4 separate regions of the Gossypium hirsutum genome follow, and regions 2, 3 and 4 are each linked to region 1. Evidence: chromatin contacts called from public Hi-C data. All regions are on one chromosome and are shown on one strand. Each heading gives the region's core, a stretch centred on a gene start, on an enhancer-like site or on the middle of the called end of the contact. The rest is flanking DNA. Distances are from core to core; before and after follow the strand shown. Region 1 holds the start of LOC107899516 (SRSF protein kinase 1). Region 2 overlaps LOC107899512 (threonine dehydratase biosynthetic, chloroplastic). Region 3 overlaps LOC107899520 (probable 3-deoxy-D-manno-octulosonic acid transferase, mitochondrial). Region 4 holds the start of LOC107899513 (embryonic protein DC-8).

Region 1 (5,141 bases), core at 43-2,542:
TATTTTTGATAATAAATAATCTTATTAAAATTTAAATAACAATAACAATAATCATTTACCAAAACAAATTTATGCTAAGGGTATTCTGGTCATTTTAGTTTTCTCCATTATGCTATTACACCTCTATTATATTCAACCAAACACAGTTTTACTATTACGCCTCTATTCCATTACATTCAACCAAACAGTTGATTTGCTATTACACATCTATTCCATTACACCTCTAATCCAATACACCTCTAATCCAATACAGCAAACCAAACGTGCCCTTAGTGTTACTTGAGGTGTGGTTTTTGTATATTTCCCCTTGTTTTTATAAATTTATGCAACACCAATGCTTGGATGACTGTAAAATTCTCCACGTTGAAACTCGTATATATTTATGTTGGTTAATGGTTAAAAAAAAATCTAACTTGTGAGTTCAAACATACTCGTAACATCAAATTAATTGATTTGGTTCTTTTATAATTACAAAATTTGTTTAACGTAATAAAATAAATTCTGGTTGGAGTAAGAGTCGAAGTCGGAGTCAATTTTTCATAAAATGTTGGGTCAAGGGTCGAGGCAGTTTTTTTTAATTTAAAAAATGTAGGTGGAGTTTCAATATTTGGGTATTTCCTATAAGAAAAATAATTGAAAAGGATGAAAGTAGTAAATTGTAAGTTCGGAAAGTAAGAGCAAAATACTTAATTTGGTGGTGGAGTGATGGATGGAAGATTAGAGGCGATGTTGCAAATAACAAACTCTTTTTGTTGGTAATGAAAGAAACAAGAGAACCGAATCCCCTTGGAAGGAAGGGCCAGCTTAAAAAATAAAAAAAAAATGAATTTTTTAAAATATTTTTAATAGTGGTTTTTTTAGATTTTTAAAAAGGTTAAAATATAGTCTCTTATTCTTTATAAATTTAAAATTTAATCATTATATTTTTATTTTCAGGAATTTAATTCTTTATTTTCTTTTTAAATTTTAAAATTTAAGTTTAATTGTTGTCACTCTAAATTATTAAAAAAAATTTTACTTGTCATTTTAAAATTAAAAGAAATTCAATGGGCAATCATGTTGGTAAATAAATGATGAATATAAATTTTAACAATATTAATAATTAAATTTAATATTTAATATTTAAAAATAAAAAAAATAAATTTCTAAAAATAAAAATACATCAATTTAGGAAAATTTTGTAACTTTTTTAAATTATACATTTTTAAATTTCATCTTAACAATGTTATTAAATTATTTGAGAGAATTTAAATTTCAAAACTAAAAAATAAATGTTGCTTTACTGGTAATAGTACTCCAATCATTTTGGATTTTCCGATTAATGACGACACCTCACACACAGAGGATTCCAGCCCCCTTTTTTACGCCGAGTATTAGGAAAGGAAAAGAAGAAAACGAAAACCCCAAATTTCAAAGTCCCTACTTCCCATACGGGGATTATACTCCCGCACAAAAACCGAAAAAGGTTTTTTTTCTTCTTTTTCCAACATTTTATTTTCCTTCAATCTAAACGAAGAAAAGAGAAATGTTCCTTTATCTATCATAGGAGTAGCTGCAAGATCTACTGATCCAGCTGAATCTAATCGAGGAATTGTTGAAATTTTTAGAAATTATGTCCTTTTAAATTTTCCTTTTCTAGATTTTGGAAGACAAGGGAATGGGGGACAAGGAGGAGGAAGAAGAGTGGACCGGGACGGAGAGCGGGGATTTGACATCGGAAGACGAAGGAACGGAAGATTACCGGCGGGGCGGTTATCACGCTGTTAGAATCGGAGACACTTTCAAGAACGGTCGTTACGTTGTACAAAGCAAGCTCGGTTGGGGCCATTTCTCCACCGTTTGGCTCGCTTGGGACACTCACCGCTCCGTACTCCTCTTTCTCTCTAGCAGATCTTGCTTCGTTTCCCTTGTTGATCACTTCAATTATGCCCTACTATAATTAAATCTGCTTAGTTTACTGAAGAAGTTTGCCTTTTAGCTCTATTTATTTGGTTTATTTCAGTAATATTTGATAAGACTTTTTCGATCCTTTAATTGAAGGAAAAGCATCTAGAAGAACCTTTATCATTTCATTTGTGTTAATATCGTGTTAAGACTTTTTGCCTAGAAAATAACGGAGAAAAATATAATGGATTGTAAAGAACGAATAAAAAGTGTTCGTTGCCACTCGCAAGTAGTCATTTGTTTGCTCGATCAATTTTGACTATGAAACAGCAGAAAAATCACTAAGAAATGTAGTCTATTCTCTTTTAATTTTAGTTAAATTGCTTTTATTATGTTATATTTAATAATTTGTTTTTAAACTACAGTGTTATGTAGCTTTGAAAGTACAAAAAAGTGCCCAGCATTACACTGAGGCAGCGATGGATGAGATAACAATCTTGCAACAGATTGCGGATGGGGATAAAGAGGATAAAAAATGTGCGGTGAAGCTTTTGGATCATTTTAAGCATTCAGGTCCGAATGGGCAGCATGTTTGTATTGTGTTTGAGTACTTGGGAGATAATCTTTTGACTCTCATCAAGTATTCTGATTATCGTGGCATGCCTATTCATATGGTTAAGGAGATATGTTTCCATATTCTAATGGGCTTGGATTACTTGCATAGGGAGCTTTCCATTATACACACTGATCTGAAGCCGGAAAATATTTTATTGTTCTCAATGATAGATCCGTCCAAGGACCCTAGAAAGTCTGGTGCTCCTCTCATCCTTCCGAATAGTAAGGACAAGACGGTGCTGTCTACTAATGGGGATTTGAGTAGAAATCAGAAGAAAAAGTTTCGGAGAAAGGCTAAGCGAGTGGCTCAGGGATGTCTGGAGAAAGAAGTTACTGCAGAAGGTGATGAGGATCCTGAAACATCTTGTGCAGCTAAATCATCTCCTATTGCGGATTCTGTTGAATGTGCCACTAGTTCCGGCAATGCCAATAGAGTCTCTGATGCTGATGGTACAAAGGATTCTAGTCAAGCAAGTCAAGGTGATAAGAGAGGAAGTCGCTCCACAAGGCGGAAACTGTTGGCATCAGTTGACTTGAAGTGCAAATTAGTTGACTTTGGGAATGCATGTTGGACATATAAACAATTTACTAATGATATTCAGACAAGACAATATAGGTGTCCTGAGGTGATCCTGGGATCTAAGTATTCTACGTCGGCGGACCTTTGGTCGTTTGCTTGCATTTGTTTTGAGCTCGCAACGGGTGATGTACTCTTTGACCCCCATAGTGGTGACAACTTTGACAGAGATGAGGTATTTTCTTTATAACAATGTGATCCATTTTATGCTTTTTGCACCATAATGATGTACGTGTTTGTTTCTAAGTTTCTCATCTCAAGATGTTGCATTTGGTCTTTGAAGGTACAGAGAAGCTTGAAAACCTAAAAAAAAATTATTTCCTTGATTTTGGAAAGGGGAAAAATATATGTGTATCTGAAAAGGAAAAGAGAGGCTATAAACAAGGACAAAAGTACGTCCTTTGCATGTTATATTGAACTTGCAGTTAAACATGGAGGCATTTCCCTTGAAGATATTTTGCATTTTACATATCTTTAATATGAGAATCTCATTGGCTTAAATGCTAACATTTAATTATTTAGTGTACACAGCAAAACTTTGTTAGCCTATTTGTTTTTCTAAAAGAAGGATAAGAAATGAAAAGGTAGAAAATAAGAGAGGTGTTATGAACTGAAAAATTGTTTAACGGAGAGACTTAGTAAGTGTTGTGTCAGAAAATTTCACTTCACTTTCTCCAATTTACTTGATTCAAATTTGATGTAAATTTAGGATTCATTTTAGGTGTTAACCTATATTTAGAAACAATAGCTGAACAGAATGTAAGCTCATCTATTTTTGAGACTGCTGAATTGTCATCATAGTCTTGGGTAACCATTAGAATTTTTACTCAGGTTCAAGTTTGAAAAGTGCTCTCTCGTAGCTCAAAATACTGACTGGTTGAATAGAATAAGTGGATTACCTTTAATTGTTAGTATAACTTGTGGAGCATCAAGAGTTTGCCAATTTAATCATATATAAAATTTTGTATGAGTTATCTATATGCTGTGTATGCATGTTCTCATGTACTCGTGTGGTCATGTATGCAATCTCATTTGTATTGGTCAGATTTGTCTTTTCTCGTGTTTTCTTGGCTAACCTAACATTTGGCTGCTAGGCATATTATGACTTATGAGTTACGCTCTCTGCTTTGTTTGGCCTCTCTAAGGGTGTAATTGGTTGAGTGGAAAAGTGGAAAGAAAATAAATTTTGAATGTGCTTGGTAGGAAAGGAAAGTGAGAGAAAAGAAAATAAGAGAGAAGATCATTTTGCAACATAGTTTATGTATGATCCATGTTCCATTGTAGGAGAACCCGAGCTGTTTTTCACCTTTAAAACTGAATGTGTAATGAAAAGCATGGAGTTTTAGGGAAGTTGTTATTCTACCTTGCAAAATACGTACATTAAAATTCTTATAGAAGTGCTTTGGAGCCAACCTTAAAATTAAGAGGCTGAAGGTTGGGTGTAGTAGGAATATCTTGATTTGGCTTTCATTTGAACAAGCTATAAACTTGATATATAGGTTTGGATGAACATAACATTTTAACTCTTATATGTTCAGGACCACTTAGCTTTGATGATGGAACTTCTAGGAATGATGCCACGCAAGGTGAGAAATTTCATTTCTGCCTACTAAGAAATTTGCCGTCTCATACTCCTGCGTTTAACAGAAACTATTTTGGGAATTATGTGTAGATTGCCTTGGGTGGCCGTTATTCACGGGACTTATTTAATCGATATGGTGATTTGAGGCACATACGAAGGTTGCGTTTCTGGCCCTTGAATAAGGTCCTTGTTGAGAAGTACGAGTTCAGCGAACAAGATGCAAATGAAATGACCGACTTCCTGGTTCCCATCCTTGATTTTGTACCTGAAAAGCGTCCCACTGCTACTCAGTGCCTTCAACATCCATGGATCAATGCAGGCCCTCGACTTTTAGAGCCATCAAAGTCTTCATCGCATAGTCGAGTTGTGGACGCTAATGTATCTGAGAAAAAGAAGACGGAGATGGATGAGAGAGAGGCAATGGAGGTTGGAATGGGGAAGATTGCCATCAGTGCAGAATCGAAACCTGCCAAAGATCTCCAG
Region 2 (5,551 bases), core at 1,734-4,233, 250 kb after region 1:
TATGATAAGTATTGATACATGATCGATACCTAGTAGAGGTTACAAATTTCAGAATGTCAATTTGGTATCGATTAACAGAGAGGTATCGATATCTTGTAGAATATCGATACTTAGACAAAAAACTATCGATAATTTTTATCTTGGAGCAATTCTAACTTGTTTGAAAATGATTAAAACATATTTAAAAATGTTTGACTCAATTGAAACCATTTCAACTTGATTTTATGAAATTGCTCAACTTTACTTTTCTTCAAAAACACTTTAATTTGCTATATCAAAACATATTATTCAATAAGGCTTAGTTTAACAGTTGTTCTCGTTTTTCCTTAACCAAGATTTTGTCTCATGGGATATTTTGCGGAGGGTTGAGGAATCGGTTAGGGAGGAGTGGGTGGTTGGGGGAGATTTTAATGCCATACTGAATGACGCCGAGAAAGAAGGTGGACGCAGGGGGTGAAGGCCCAGATGAATGAGTTTAAAGATGTTATGGACGATATGGCTCTGGTGGACATTAAACCTGATAGTGGATGGTTTACCTGGGTCAACAATAGAAATGAGGGAAGCTTGATAAAGGAGAGACTTGACAGATTTCTCACCTCAGTCTCGGTGGTTGAAAACTTCCCGTTTATAGCTACCAAAGTGGTGAGACAAACCCAGTCCGATCATGACACTATTATCTTAGACTTGTAGGGTCAAAAATTGAAAGCTTACCCGAAAGACAATAGATTGTGTTTCAAGTTCGATGTTTGTTGGGTAGGTGATGAGGAAGCAAAAAATATTATTGAAAGAGCTTGGAATATGGAGGGTACGGATTATGGGGATAAGATTGAAAGGGTTAGGGCGGCCCTTGGTCCATTGCAGCATAAGAAATATGGTAAACTTAAGAATGAAATGAGGAAATTGGATAAACAAATTGAATTGGTTATTGACTCAGCCAACAGAGAGGATAGTGGGAAGACGTTAAAGGAAACTCGCAGAAGGTTGGACTTCCTATATGCTAAGGAAGAAAGTTACTGGGCACAGAGGTCTCGATCAAGATGGCTTAGGGAGGGTGATCGAAATACTAGGTACTTCCATGCTAAAGCCACTGGTCGACTTAAGAAGAGTAATATTGAGAAGCTTAAAGATGCTGAAGGAAATTGGGTTGCGGATTGTAAGGGAATAAGTAAGGTGGCTAAAGACTACTTTGTGATATTGTTTCGGTCAAACGGTCAGAATGCTAATATCCAAGAGATGGGGTATATGAAAAAGTGTGTGACAAGGGATACAAATGACTGGCTTAATAAGATATATACGGAGAAGGAGGTTCTTCAGGCTATTAAGCAGATGGATCCTAATAAAGCCCCTGGTATCTATGGTCTATCGAGAAATTTTTTCAAGTATTACTGGGAGATCGTGGGAAAGGATACTATTAGCTGCTGCATGGATGTTCTTAATGGGAACAAAAATATCTCTAGTCTTAATGAAACTATGATTATTTTAATTCCTAAAATTAGAGATCCTTATGAGCTTACTAACTTCCGCCCTATTAGTTTGTGTAGGTTTGTCTACAAAATCATATCCAAGGTGTATGCCAATCGGTTGAAAGCTGTCCTGCCTAGTTGCATTAGCCAAAATCAAAGTGCATTCGTGCCGGGGAGGATGATACACAACAATATTTTAATTGCGGATGAGCTTCTCCATTATCTTAAAAGCTCTAAAAATGGTCCTAATAAAGGGCTCGTGGTCAAGCTCAACATGAGCAAAACTTATGATCGTGTAGAGTGAAACTTTCTGGAAATAATTATGAAGAAAATGGGATTCGATGGAAAGTGGATTGCCAACATTATGGATTGTGTTCGTTCGGTTAAATATACGGTTAAATGTAACAACATTTTATTTGATACTTTCATCCCTGAAAGGGGTCTCCGACAAGGGGATCCCCTCTCTCCTTATTTGTTCTTATTTTGTATGGAAGCTATTTCGAGAATGCTTATCCATGCTCAAAAGAACAACATTTTAAGAGGCATAAGGGCCAGCAGAGACGGCCCCAGAATAAATCATTTGTTTTTTGCTGATGATGCACTGTTGTTTGTGAAAAATAAAAAGAGTGATGTGGAGAGCCTTGTTAACATGCTTTACACTTTCTCTAATATTTCAGGGCAAGAGATTAATTTTGAAAAGTCCATGGTCATTTTCAGTCCTAACACCTCACGTGACCAGAGAACAATCCTTAGTGGTCTCCTAGGCATGACGGTGGTGGAAAACTTAAACAACTACCTAGGCCTTCCTATCCCGATTGGTAAGAAAAAAAACAGTGGCTTTCCAAGAGATTACTAATAGATTGTCTTGCAGGATTAACAACTGGACAAAGAGATTTATCTCTTTTGGGGGTAAAGAAGTCTTCATTAAAGCGGTTCTCCAATTCGTCCCTACGTACGCTCTGTCAATTTTTTTGGCCCCCAAAAGCATCATCGATGACATTCAAGCTAAGCTTAGCAGAACATGGTGGTCGGGAAAAGATAAAGGGAGATTCTGGACAATGATCCCATGGAAAACGCTGTGTAAGCCAAAGGCTATGGGAGGGCTTGGAATTAGAAATATGCGACTCTTCAACCTGGCTCTCTTAGGGCGTCAAGTGTGGAGACTAATAAACAATACTGATACTCTCTGCTTCAAGGTTTTCTCTTCAAAATATTTTCCTGATGGCAACATTTTTAATGCTAAAAAGGTGGACAAAGCGTCTTTCACTTGGACAAGTATTGCGACAACGGCGGAAGCGCTTAAAGATGGCTTTGGTTGGCAGATTGGAAACGGCGAGAAGATAAATATTTGGGATGATAATTGGGGAATGGAAGGGCTCAATGGGGATGTTATTATAAGCAACACTCGAAAAAGAGATGGAAAGAGTGTGAAAAATCTTTGGCATGTGGAATGGAGGTGTTGGGAGGTTAATAAAGTCAGACACGCGTATGGACAAGATTGGGGGGATAAGATTTGCAATATTCCCATTGGAGGGGAGGGCCAGGAAGATAGACTGATATGGTTTCATAACCCTTACGGGTGTTATACTTTAAAATCTGCCTATTCATGGCTGTTGCTGAAAGGAATGGGATACGGCCCTCACAGGTTCCTTTGGAAAGCATTATGGAAGCTTGATACTCTACCGAAGATCCGGGTTTTTGCGTGGAGGGTGGGGCATGAAATCCTCCCCACGAACAGTAAGATCGCCTCTATCAGACAGGATTTTGACAAGGGATGTCCTCGATGCGGAGTAGAGACCGAAACTGTGTTACATGCTTTAAAAGACTGCCCAACCTCGAGAGCAGTTTTGTCGATTGGAGGGTGGTCCAGGAGCTTTATTTCTAAGAATTACGATCACTGCATTGATTGGTTGGAAGACTTGATGCGGGTCCTTGACAAAAGAGCTATGGCCGACTTGATAACAACCCTATGGAACTACTGGAATAACAGGAACAACTTTATCTTCAGGGGAAAAGAAGAAGAGGCTAAGCAAATATGGGAAAGAGCTAACAACTTGACCAAGGAGTTTCAAATATGCAATATGATGAACGAGCCATTAATGTCACAGAACGTCGTGGAGAAAAAGTGGAACAAACCTCCAAAGGGATTTATTAAAATAAATTTTGATGCTACTGTTGGTGAAAATAGAATCGGGTACGGGATGGTCGTCAGAGATGAAGAAGGCTTTGTTCTAGGTGGCGGCGGGGGTTTCAAAGAGGGTGGGATGTCGGTGGAAGAAACTGAGTGCGTGGCCTTCGAAGAGAGCATTAAAGTGGCGCGCAGACTACAGTTAAAAAACACGTTCTTTTTAAGACCGACCATGTGGGGTTGGTCAACAGACTAAACAATTTAGTCAATGACATCACTACAATTGGCGCACGAATTAAGGATTGTGCTGCTGCCTTTGAATTTTTTAATTCTGCCAATTTAATTTGGGCCGAACGGTCTTGTAATAAGGTGGCCCATTTACTTTGTAAAAAAATGTATAGCGAGGCCGAAAACAATTTGTTCGAATTGGATTATCCGCCGGAAATCCACAATGCTGTAATTTGTGATGTTTCATAATTAATCTTAGTTGACCTTTGTGGTCGTTTTTGTTTCAAAAAAAGATTTTATGGCATGTTAAATTATAATGTTTTTTATTATTGAATTGCAATTTAATTAATTTAATTAAATTGAATCGAGAATGATATTCTGATTTTGATTTTGGGAAGAGACGAGGAACAAGGGTGTATCGATGGTTTTGGAGTAAGTGGTGGCGAAGGAGTTGGGTGTTTATGGGGATGGATAGTGGACATGGATTGAAAAATTATAGCCTCCCCCTAATTACTCTTCCCTTCTTTACCCTGGTCCTGTACCTGTACCATATATAGTTTACGTATCTATTTCATGCGCCTTTTATTTATGTTTATGCCCTGTAAACTTTTTTTTTAATATTTTGATTTAATAATTAATAATACAATTAAAGTAATTTCATTATGGACAAAGACAGCTTGAATTGTTTTGTTTGAATAAATAATTGTTTTAGAAGAGTTGGTCTGTACGTATTCAAAGGAACCAGAAGCTAAGAAGTTGGCTCCTACCTCTTGAGCTTTACTACCTAACATACATGATACATATGCAAATTTCTAGTAACATGGCGTCCACTGCTCAAAACTATATACAAAATTAAACCAATGGAGATCTCACTGTTTGACTGACCTCTAATTCGATATTTAAATTATGAAGCTCATATATTATTGGGTACATATAAGTCTGAAAGTATTTAGTCCAATGCAAGAAAAACCAAGACCTTAAACCTTATTGCGAGCTACATATTCTATTTCTATAAATATGAGAACCTATTTCTTAACTAATGCATCAGAAGTTGGAAATTGCTGTCATTGGTTACCAATACATACTCGTATCCAAGACTTTCCGATCTTTGTATAAACTCCTCCATCTCGCTCTTCCCAACTTGAATTCCGACCAACACATTAGCTCCTGTTTCACCCTGTTGGATGAAATAAAATCAGGATTAATGTCTTGTTCTAAAGCACAACCCATTAGAATTGAAAATTCTCAGCAAAGTTTTTCTTGGATGCTAACCTGACCGCGGTAATGGAACAAACTAATATTCCACTGTGGACTAAATGTGTCTAAGAACTTCATCAAAGCACCAGGCCTCTCCGGGAAAACAAATCGGCATAGAACCTCGTTTTCTACATTCAATCTGCCTCCCATCTGAAAGAGATGATTAAAAGAATTAACAAAGACAGCATATATACAATCATCACAAAGGAGGGAAATTTTGTTAAAATTAGTAATTACCAAATATCGCAAGTGATCTTTAACCAAATCACTTGCTGTAAGATTGTAGGTTCTAAGTTGAGAAGATTCCAGCCTCTGCCTCATTGCTTCAAGGTCAGAAACCATGTGAACGCCAACACTGCAAACACTCATGGAAGATAATATAATGCCCTCACTTCAGTTCACATATTTCAGACTACCCAATCATCTTGACTGGGACTGAATTTCTCAATAGAAAAAAATCAAAGAGATGGAAATG
Region 3 (5,751 bases), core at 2,625-5,124, 140 kb before region 1:
ATTGGTTTAGTAAGCTGATTTCTCTGTATCTTCTAGGGTTGTAAGTACTTATTTGGAGGTTATTTCTCCCAGATGTTTATGAGTAAATCAGTGTGTCAGTCTTGATTGGCAGATGATACTCTTGGAATTTGCTTTTGTCTTAAATCAGCTTAATTTGAACTGAGATGTTTTAGGGAAGATACCGTGTTAAATTTTTTTTATTTTGTTTGAAATTTCATTCAATTACTGCCGCCTTTTTTGGCAACATGTTCTTGTTAGGCCTTTAGGTAAATTATCTAAGATATTGACATTAACAATGCATATTTTCTGTGTCAAATGCTAAAGATTTTATTTTAATTGGTCTGCAGGTGTCAGGTAAGCTAGAGCTGGAAAAGGTTCTAATGGAGCTCTTTGCCGATGCAAAGATTCTAGAATCACGACAGAAGGCTGCAAAAGAAGCCTTCCATGCTTTATCAAGTGCTGTTGTTTCCAGTGCTTGGGATGTACTGAATTTCCATTTGTTGAGGCAAGTAATCTTTTAGAAAATAATTCAAGACTGATGCAACAGTTATAAGTTTGAAGCATTCACCAACTCCGACACCGCAGCACATCAAGGCATTGAATCTCATTTTGTTATTATCATTTGCTTTCTCATGCTAAATTAATCTGGAAATTAACTTTTTTTCCCCTAGATAACATTGAATTGATCCTAAATACCTCTAAAAGACCTGTGTGTTATGAATAAAACATATGTGCATACGGTTTGAATAGCAGCTACTTGTTTTGTCATAAATAGCTCATTAACCAATAAGTTATCATTCTGTGGTAAGAATATAATTCTATTTGCATCATTAATTTAACAGGAATAAATGTTGATGACATTTCATAGAGATTTGGCATCTGCTTCAACTGTTGCACCCAGTCTTTGCAGCTGTTTGCACCAGTCTAGCACACTTTTGTTACGTGGAACCATGAAAATATGAACTCATGTCTTCCATGAGCTTATACTGAGGTCTTTGTTGTTAACGTGCTTAGCTAATAGACAGACATCCAAACCACCCACCATCCAACGAATGAATAATATCTCTGAACAGACACTCATCACAAGGTATAGCCAGGGGGCCATCTTTATTTGGACTATGTTCTTCATATACTTTATCTAGCAGGTGACGAAAAACTGGTTGATTCAAGTAATCTGCCTTTATGACAAACCTCCTACCAGCTTCCCCAACGGTAACAGCTAAGTGACCAGGGGGGACATACCTGGGTAGTTTCTTCTCACTGGATCTAACAAGTTTTCGCCACATGAAGGATAGCCATTTGAGTCTCATAATGTTACAGACATCAGTTTCAGAATAATCTGTTGAAGGAGCCATGATATGAGGTTGAGTTTTCTTTTTCCTTGAAAATTGGTTCTCTGTATATACGTCTAACCCAGATTCTTGGTAGCATATACTTACATATAACAACCTGCAAAACAAAAGGAACCTTCAATTCTGTTAGTAATTAGCTAAAGGTATGGCTTGGTGTTTCAACAAGTTGAACTGTGATTTGATTTATACAGTATCAAGATTGTCTTGATTTGGTAGTAAATGCTAGGTCTTGAGGCTCTTCTGTCATGCTTGGCCTTCCTTTAAAACTTTAGAATGATGTAATCAGTACCTTGCTACGTACTGTTTATGTCCCAATGTTAGTTTCATATATTTATCACAAAGCAAGTGTTGTGTATATTGCTGCCAAATTTTGGCCAAATTCCATTTTACTACCATCTAGGTAAAAAAATGTTGGGTCTACAACTCCAAGTAATATTCTGTTTGGTAACATTAGCAGTTAGTGATTGTGGAAAAATTAATCTGGTTAGCATGTGATTTATACAAGGCTTTAGTGTCATGTCTATATTTGTTGTTTGAATTATTGAAAAATAACCAAAAAAAAAAGAGTACCTTTCTCCCTGTAGCTAGGATATAATCTAGATCATACCACCAGATATGATCCTTTTTTAATTGAAACAGTAATCTATTGTTCGATCTTGCATTGTTCTTAGTAGGTATCAGTAGCTCTTGGTGATGAAGATGAGCAGAGCTGTGACAAGGTGCATTGTCATGTTGAATTGAAGATAGTAAGAAATTATGCAGGAGATGATCCTTTAGATCATTTACTCATGAAAGGGTTTCCAGGTGCTATGTTCGGAAGTTGTTATATTGTGAGCATGGAGTGGGCTTCTTGAGATTCATTAGCTAGCATGTAAGGTTCCTGTCTTTACTATGTATGTCTACAGGGAGATCACCAACATGTGAGTATACGGTGCTTTATTCCTTTGTTCTTTTCCTTTTTATTCCTATGGCTATCTGTTGAGGATTAAGACAACTAACAGGCAACAGAAAACACTTGAATTATAGACTCTTCAATTTGTTTTTAAAGCACCCATGTCCCCCATCTATATCTAGATTCTAGACATGTTCATACATGGTAATGAGAATATAACCCTTTTAGAGTCCTCCAAATACATAGGAATACTTTTTAAAAACCCATATCCAAACTCACACCCGAGTTCGAGTAACGTAGCTTGAAAAACTGCATGAACATATTTACTTGCAATAAGATACAAAGGTATAAATGAATGGAGTTTTCTTTATACAGGATGTAGACATGTAGTTATGTTTTTAGTTGCATACACCAAAGATAAAGTGTTGGTCACATGTTTACTATGAAACAGTAAGTTAGGGGAAACATATACCAGCATTGCTTGTAAACTGTTTTCTCTGCTCTCTTATCCTATATGTTAGAACGTGGAAGTGTAGTTTGTTTGAATGGGAAGTGTTTCTCCTTATCGACATGTCTTATATCTGTCTCTACGTTTGGTTGCCTGTCATAAATAATGCAAATGATTACACCCTTGTTTGGAGAATGTAATTGCAACCATTTCTTTTAATTACATCGGCCTTCACAACAAATCTTTGAGTATTTTGTATGTACAAACATATGAGCCTGAGATGTTAAAAGAGTCTGAAGTTTTTTGGATACAATACAAGAAAATAATCAAATGTATTTTGCTCTTAAACTGTACTTATTTTCTCAGTTTGGTATTTAAATTTTCTTCTCCCATTTTTGTATATCATTTTTTATGCAAAAAGTTGGTGTTAAAAAAAATAGGTGGCATATGCAACCAATGTGGATATGTCATGTGTTAACAATTGATGATGTAGCATTCATAAAAAAATACTTATGATATTTTGGATTTTTTTCGAAACTAATCCAAACAAGTTAAATAACTACGAAAATTATCCAGGACTAGAATCACGGTGGCATTGTCCCTTCATTAGTTAATCATCGACTTTTTAAAAAATAATTTTTTTGGGTGTCGTTGTGTTCAGCGATACATGTTTTCTAAAATACCCATATTTTCCCGGGCATTCACGGTGGAAATTTTTTTAATTTTTTTTATTTTGGTGCTGCTGCCATGTTAGGCAGCCTCGGTTTTTTTTTTAATTTGGCCCTGCCACTGCACCGTTGTTAGGTTTTAAAAAAATAATTTTTTTTGCTGTTAGTGTGTCAGGCGATATGATGACTGTGTTAAAAAAAAAATATTTTTTACAGTTAAAGAAAGCAAGCAAATCTTAAATCTTAAATATAGTGAAAGAGAAGAAAAAAAAACACTATTAGAATCAAAACACAAGTAAAAAAATCCAGCTTAAAAACAAAAGCTCTAATGGCAGGATGCAGTAAAAAGTAGCAGAAGAAAACAAAATGGAAAAAATATATATATGTAAAAAAGTTATTTACAAGAGTATTGAAAGAAATTAATGCTTTTTCGTTTCAAATTTTCTAGGCAAGAGAGTAAACGAATGACATGAATTAATGGTAAAGAGAGAAAGGAAAGCCAAGAGGAAAAGGAGGTCTTCCATTGAAGATGAAGGGGTTAGATTTGGTTTCTTTGGTTACTTTTGGGTTTGATTGAAGTAATTTTGTTGAGTTATGAAGATCGAAGACATAGCTTGAGGAAGTTACAAAAAAAAAAAAACTTAGCTTGAAAGAGAGAAGAAGAAGATAGGGAAAAAAGGACCCGTTTTTTATCTTTAAAAGTTTTGTGAAAAGAAGTTGGAATGGTAAGTCCTTTTCTGAAACGAAAATGAAAAATGAAAGAAATTTCCAAAAAAGTTGTAGGGAGAGTAATAATTGAAATTGCATTAATTATGTTTTTTTATATTAAACACTTTATCAATTTTGTCAGCACTTATGAGTTTTCTAATTTTCTTTTTCAATGAATATTCCAAAGTTTTCACTTCATTGCAAATAGTTATATCTCTCTTTTCCATTTTGTTTTCTTATCGTTGGAGTTTTTGTTCCTAAATCTTTTTTACTTGTTTTTTAGTTTTTATCGCGTTGGCCGTTACATTCACTTCCTATAAATTTACTTTTTTTTATTTACAATGCTTTTTATCTTCTTACTCAATATATTTAAGATTTGTTTTTTTTTTAACTATAAAAAATATATATTTTTAAAATGATCATTGGTGCTGCTTGGCACATTGACGGTTAAAAAAATCATTTTTCTAAAACCTAACAACTGTGTCACCTGGTACGATTGTGAGACCAATTTTTTTTAAAAAAAAAACCTTGTGTCGCCTAATGTGGTGACGGCACCAAAATAAAAATTTTTTCCACCGTGAATGCCCGTAAAAAATATAGGTATTTTAAAAAATACATACGAGTGTCGCCAGATATAGTGGTGGTACCCAAAGAAACTAGTAGCTTTAAAAAGCCGAAGATTGGCTAATGATGAGTGGTGGTGCCATTGGTGTGTTTGGCGACATCGACAGACACTGTAGATTTCAAATCATTCTCGTACATGATATGGCTCTTGGATTATTTTTACAATTATTTAATTCGTTTGAGTCAATTTTATAAAAATAATTATTTAATTTGTAAAATATATAAATTCAAAAAGAATACAAATTTAAAATATATATAAATTATAAAATTTATCAAATTAAAACTTAAATTTTTTATATAAAATAAAAATAATTTAAAGAAAAGGAAAGTACTATATATATACTAAGGGCTAGTTTGACAATGCTTTTGAAAAGTGACGTAGAAAAGTGCTTTTGAGAAGTGCTTTTGAAAAGTGTGGTTTAAATTTGAGTGTTTAGCATTACTCTCAAAAAGTGCTTTTGAGAAATAAAATGTCCATTTTAGACATGTTATTATCAAGTAACAAATATACATTTAAATAATATTTAATTTAGTTAATATTATTATATTTTATTAAAAATATAAAAAAATATTATAACTTGTTATTAATATTTTAATATATGAAATATAAATTTTAAATATTTTTAAGCAATAAATATTAATTATTTATAAAATTCAATTAGAATATATAAACTATATTTTAAATATTTAAATATAACCATAAAATATTTGTAATTAGTATTTTAAAAAATATTTTTTTAATTTTTAATTAATAATTTTAACACATTTGTAATTAAGCACCAAAAAAATAAAGGGAAAGCACTATGTTATTGGAGGGGTGAAAAAGTAATTAAGCACTAAAAGTGCTTTTGGGAGAGGAAAAACTAAAAATTTTAGCTTCTACTTTTCAGAAGGACTTTTGAAAAGCACTTCTACAAAGCTAAAAATTTTAGCCAAAAGCAGCTTGTTTAGCACAACTTTTCTTTCAAAAGTGTTTTTGGAGTCATAAGTGTTTTTTTTAAACACTACAGAATAGGCCCTAACGATAGAGGGTTGTGCGCAGACCAAGATCGAGTTGCC
Region 4 (5,491 bases), core at 2,953-5,452, 160 kb after region 1:
AAAAATAATGAATTATTCACAAGGTACGAGAAAATATTTAAAAATATTTTATTTTTGTATTGAAATATATCTTACTTTAATAGTTAATATTAACTTACAATTTAGAAAATAAAATAAATTAATAAACGAACATATTAAATTTATATGGTTTTTTTTGTATATTTTCTTTTTTCTACGTTTATCAATGAATGAGTTAATGCCTTAATTAGCTCCTCCTTGATGTTCCATCCAGGTGTGGACATGTTGGCTTACTGTGCCCTAGATTCCTACAGTAATTGCATAACCTCGGTTGGTCTGTCCACTCCAAATATTTATATTCTCTCGTATACAAGTTGAGTTCGGTCGACCTTTTCGCTTGCACTGCATGTTAATATCAGGTACATACTAGAAAGGAGTTGACCACATGCTTTCATTCGGGACAAGTAGGAATTCAGATCCCTAGACATTATATGTGTGTTATAGTTTGTAAACTTTGTCAACGTAGGTCATCTAATCTACACATGTCGAGGCATATGTCGATATTACATGTGCATATGAATAACGAAGTACTTGAGATCTCCCATAGGAGTTTTCAGAAAGGCAAAAAAACTTGAGATTCTACAGTTGCAGTGTGAAAATTATACCAGGAATCTTGGGTTTTAGAGGCACAAAGTTAGGGTTAGGTTTGGGGTTTAAATGGCCAGAGAGAAAACCTACACGATGCGTTTTCATTTAACATGGCAGTGAAAACGCTTCTTACAGGGCATGTATTCTCTCTAGCCATTTCAACCCCAACCCTAGCCCTAACTTTGTGCCTCTAAAACCCGAGATTCTCAAGATAATTTTCAAACACTACAACCCGAAAATTTGGAGTTGAAATTTCAAAACATTATTAACGTGATTTTTTCCTCCCTTATCAATTATATAAATAAGAGTTTCCATCCCCCTACTCTATCATCCCTTTCGCCTACCGTTTCCTTTAAAATCATTTTTTTTCTTGCGTGTTGAAATTTGTAGGTGTAAAGATTTATTCTCTTTTTCTTTGAGGGAGACATAATCATAGTTTTATGTTGGTTTGGGTTCGAGATGATGTTGTGGAGCTCGGTGATCTAAAAATTTCACCGACCATGTGAGGATGGAGCAATCACCTGAGAAGCTAGGATCATATTGCAACTTGAGGTCCCAGTTGGCGCCGATTAAAAAGTCACGAGTTGAAGTGTATCTAAGGCTTCAAGTTTACAAAAGTTATTCTGTCAAGGAGTGGAGTATAACTAAGGCCTTAATTGGCAGAGTTTCACCCATCAGAGGAGAATGCTTTATAAAACTCATATAGAAGTTTAGGTTCATAGTCATAGCGAAAAGCATAGGGACCTCTTTGTATACTCAACTTACTCGTTTTCTCCACCAAAGACTTTGAACTTGTTGCATTAACCTATGACAGAATTGGTAGCAACATAGTTTCCAATGGGGAGGAGTTATTCCGCCCAATTTGCATTTCAATTTTCTGCACAACACAACAACTCCCCGTTGGAAACCTTGTTGCCGCCAACTTTGTCACAAGTTATAGTAACAAGCTTACCGCTTTTGGTGAGACAGATGAAACGAGTTACTTAATTATATTGGAAGACCCTTTTGTTTTTTGCTATGATTATGATCTAACACTTCTGTATGCATTCTATAAAGCATCTTCCTCTAATGAGGTAAAACTAATTTTCGTGTCCGCATAACCATTGTCAACTAAACCCCTAGATCTACTCCATCCCTCCTTAACAACATGACCTTTGTAAATTTGAAGACCATACACTTAATGCGGGACTGTTTAATCAGCATACCGTTTAATCAATGTTATTAGGATATTGAGTTGCAATGCAATCACAATTTCTCGAGTGATGATCCATCCTCACGGCAGGTGAAAATTTTAATAGCATCATTATGAATGTAAACATACCTTAAACAATGTCTATCTAAATCAATGAACTTATAATTTTTAACCGAAAAAAAATTATTTTACCTTAAAATTTTAAACTAAATCAGCATATAAACTACCTTTTTTTATTACTTCTAAACAAGACTGCTTAGTTGACAAAAACTGAATCCCAACTCAACCACGTCTGAACTCATTTACATTTACATTATATCCCATTGCCTACAAATACAAGTATTTAACTTGGTTTACAAGTATACAATAGTAGACAAGAACATATAATGCATTTAAAGTTGATCCCAAACACTGCCTTCACTACCGCCGACTACTTGGGGCTTGTTTCTTCATTTTAACTATTCTGCATATAATCTATTTTCAAATTTAAGGCCCTTAACTAAATTCTTATTAAGTTCAGTTGTTTTGTGATGTGCAAATATTCCAATATGCTCACCCGATTTGATTTGAAAGGAATTCCGAAAAATCAGATTAAAAAAGAAAAAAAATATAATGTATAGGCTTCAACGGGGAAAGCCCATTGGTGTCTTAACTTCATTAGAGGCCCAGCATCTACCGGAATCTTTAAAGGAAAAGATATAACTCCTTATATGCAATCAAAGACCATGAAGTTGAAACCGGCCTCTGCATTAAAATGAAGAGATCTAGTTATCATGAAACTATAACCCATATTCTCTCTATTAATTTTTGGGTGGCTTTTATTTATACATCATTTCCTGGTATTCCTGATCAAACGAGAAAAAAAGCACTCCATAGCGGAACAGATACAAAAGCAGAAGCAAAACCATGGAAACAAAAACACCACAATAGTCCACCCACCCTATATATATATATACTCTCACATACACCAAAGGAATGTGCAGTGCTTTAAAGATCACAGATTGGTTTTGTCCGATCGATCATAAACACCTTCATCATTCACACGCCCCACGTCGTTGAAAGTTTGGCCACTCATCTGATCAGATGCTTTCAGTGTAGAAGCAAAAGCTCCTGGTCGCGTATCTTCAACTTTCACCACCACCCTCTCTGAAACCCCACGACCACCATCATTACCTTTCAGCTTCATCTCTTCCATTTTCTGTCTAGCTGACTCCGTTGTTTCGCTCAACTTTTCCTATATTAATTTGACCAAACATTTAGTACACAATACAGTGGTTGACAAAAAAGATTGGAATAATTAAGATTCATATGATTACCTTGGTTCTATCTGCAGTTTCGGATGCCGTGTGCTTCGTTTCTTCAGTTTTTCCAGTGAGGAAGCCCATGGCCTTCCTAGCAGCATCAGCAGCTGAGTCTTTCAGCTCCCCAAGCTTACTAACACCGGTATCCTTGCCTTCCTTTGCTTTATCCACGGTATAATTTGTGTATTCCTTCGTCTTCTCCACTGTAGCATCTCTTCCTTCTTTAGCCTTCTCTGCCGCATATTCCGTCCCCTCTCTTGCCTTCCCCGCCGCTTCCTTCGCCTTCTCGGCTGTCATGTCCTTTGCTTCCTTGGCTTTCTCTGCTGCATAGTCTTTATACTCGGAAGCCTTCCCTGTGATATTATCCTTGGCTTCTTTCGCCTTCTGGGAAGCCGAGTCCCTAGTTTCCTTGGCCTTCTGAGAAGCATAATCTGCATAATCAGCCGCCTTACCGGTCGCCGCATCCTTGGATTCCTTCGCCTTCTGGGCAACATAATCTCCATACTCGGAAGCTTTACCTGTTACTGAATCCTTTGATTCTTTGGCCTTGTGGGCGGTGGAGTCCCTGGTTTCCTTTGCCTTGTGAGCAGCATAATCTGTATACTCAGAAGCCTTTTCCTTGGTAGCATCCGTTGCCTCTTTCGCCCTCTCTGCGGCGTCCTTTGTCTTGTCAGTTGCATAGTCTTTGTACTCACCAGCTTTATCTTTCATCTCCCATGTCTTCTCTGTACCTCGACCAGTGAAATCCTCCGCCTCGTGGCCCTTATTACCTACGACGGCCTCTTTGGCATGCCCGAACGTGTCTTGCACCGCCCTCAACATGCTCCCAATAACTCCGGGCCTCTGTTGCTGTTGCGGCGGAGATTGATCCCATTCCTCCTTATAAGCAACTCTTTCTTCATAATCTCTTTCTCTATTAACATCCCTAAGTTCGTCCGCCGCTTGTCTTGCTGCCGCCTCGGCCCTTTGCTCCTTCTCTTGCCTTGTCGCCATTGTTGTTCAAATCTCAAACAAACAAAGAACTCGGTGGAAAACAAATAATGATATTACAGGTAATTCAGAAGAAATGTATATATGATCTTTGGATCTTTGTACGTTTTATAAGCTGGTGAAATGCTTTCGATGGATCTATATACAATTAGCTTTAATCCTGGGAGGATGACACGTAGGTGAAGAACGTTTAATCTGATTGGTCGCCACGTGCTTTAGTGAGATGATGAGTTGACACGTTGCAGGAACACTTGCAATGCTAGTCTCAGTGATTTATATGAAGCGGTGGATGGATTGGTGCTGCCTGTGGCTGTGACCATCAAAGTCGGTATCTTCTTTCTTCATGCAGTGTGTTTCCACGTGTTTTTTCATACGCAAGTCGCGCAATACTCGGCAAAATTAGGCGTATATGTGATTTAAAAGAATATTTAAAGTTTTAGACCGTTTTGTTTAAAGAGAAAGGATTGTACGAAAGTGTGATTTTATGTTATTTTTATTCTTTTTTAATGTGAGAATGATAAATAAGAATTTTTTCTCTTCATTTTTAATGTTTTTAGTTTGATTTGAAATTTTTTCAAGAAGAAAATTTGATTTGTCATTGTCGAAACCATTTGTATTTTTGAAAAAAACAAAAATTAGTTGTCGACTTTTAAAAAAACAAAAATTGGGAGTCCCCACCAATCTTTTATTGAGGTGTGATTAGATCACCTAAAAAATAGCTTTGGTCTACGAGTTTTAGAAAAATGGATCCGGGAGTCGGTTACGTACGAGGAAGGATTAGCACCCTCGTAACGCCCAAAATTGGTACCTAGTTAATTAATTAGTGTCTTAATGTCGAAAATTTAAAAATATGATCCTTAATAAAAACTTAAAAAACGTTACTTATTAAAACTCTTATCATTTCGGAGAAAGAAAATGTCACACCCAATGCGTTAGGGCACGACATTCTAATTCCTCAAAAATGAATTAGTCCAAAATACTCGTGTAATAAAATTTAAAAGAATATTTATTTGTTTAAGATTTATAAAGAAATCACGGCCTAATACGTTAGGGCACAATTTCTCAAAATCTTAAACTTGGAATATTTCCTTTGTTATTATTTTTTAAAAAAATCTTTGTCTCGATAAATCAATACGTCACATCCAATACGTTAGGACACAACATATTAAATTCCCGACACCAAGCTTTTCATTTTATTTTTTGATTAATGAGCAATTCTCGATTGTTAGATTTAACAAAGAAAATTGGAACCCAATATGTTAGGGCTCAATTTCCTTGAAAATCCTAAATACGAGTATTATCTCAATTTTAAAAATTTTAAAATCGAGTAAAAAATGATGCAATGCTACTGTAAGAGCCCATTTTTGCCCAGCCCGTCAATAAAATAAAACCAAATGAAAAA

Evidence for each region. A called contact is a pair of places that touch in the nucleus more often than the background predicts.
Region 2: a contact with region 1 is called in a Hi-C map of leaf, with 2.5 times the contacts expected there. The contact joins the enhancer-like site here to the promoter of LOC107899516 in region 1. A contact is called at or near these places in 15 of 34 Hi-C or Micro-C datasets (anther, hypocotyl, leaf and 1 more).
Region 3: a contact with region 1 is called in a Hi-C map of fibers, with 2.5 times the contacts expected there. The contact joins the enhancer-like site here to the promoter of LOC107899516 in region 1. A contact is called at or near these places in 8 of 34 Hi-C or Micro-C datasets (fibers, hypocotyl, leaf and 1 more).
Region 4: a Hi-C map of leaf shows a contact between it and region 1, with 2.7 times the contacts expected there. The contact joins the promoter of LOC107899513 here to the promoter of LOC107899516 in region 1. A contact is called at or near these places in 13 of 34 Hi-C or Micro-C datasets (callus, cotyledon, hypocotyl and 3 more).

Annotation. Positions count from the first base shown.
Region 1 is chrD04:39,259,838-39,264,978 of Gossypium_hirsutum_v2.1, forward strand. It overlaps LOC107899516 (SRSF protein kinase 1), which reads left to right and starts at 1,293. Exons shown (of 6, transcript XM_016825255.2): 1 at 1,293-1,465; 2 at 1,640-1,867; 3 at 2,310-3,251; 4 at 4,615-4,662; 5 at 4,749-5,141. The coding sequence starts at 1,322.
Region 2 is chrD04:39,512,783-39,518,333 of Gossypium_hirsutum_v2.1, forward strand. LOC107899512 (threonine dehydratase biosynthetic, chloroplastic) reads right to left here. Exons shown (of 9, transcript XM_016825246.2): 7 at 5,314-5,431; 8 at 5,092-5,226; 9 at 4,672-4,996. The coding sequence ends at 4,856. Among protein-coding and RNA genes, the nearest start is that of LOC107899512, 21 kb to the right of the region's middle. Within about 2 kb of position 2,984, at least 8 of the 9 cell types and tissues checked have an H3K27ac peak or open chromatin away from gene starts, as enhancers often do. A contact at or near this core is called in hypocotyl and leaf, where this site is marked.
Region 3 is chrD04:39,117,522-39,123,272 of Gossypium_hirsutum_v2.1, forward strand. It overlaps LOC107899520 (probable 3-deoxy-D-manno-octulosonic acid transferase, mitochondrial), which reads left to right. Exons shown (of 13, transcript XR_001684707.2): 11 at 348-505; 12 at 843-1,363; 13 at 2,027-2,399. Among protein-coding and RNA genes, the nearest start is that of LOC107899520, 14 kb to the left of the region's middle. Within about 2 kb of position 3,875, at least 4 of the 9 cell types and tissues checked have an H3K27ac peak or open chromatin away from gene starts, as enhancers often do. A contact at or near this core is called in fibers, where this site is marked.
Region 4 is chrD04:39,420,087-39,425,577 of Gossypium_hirsutum_v2.1, forward strand. LOC107899513 (embryonic protein DC-8) reads right to left here and starts at 4,203. Exons shown (of 2, transcript XM_016825247.2): 1 at 3,115-4,203; 2 at 2,567-3,032. The coding sequence starts at 4,092. The coding sequence ends at 2,793.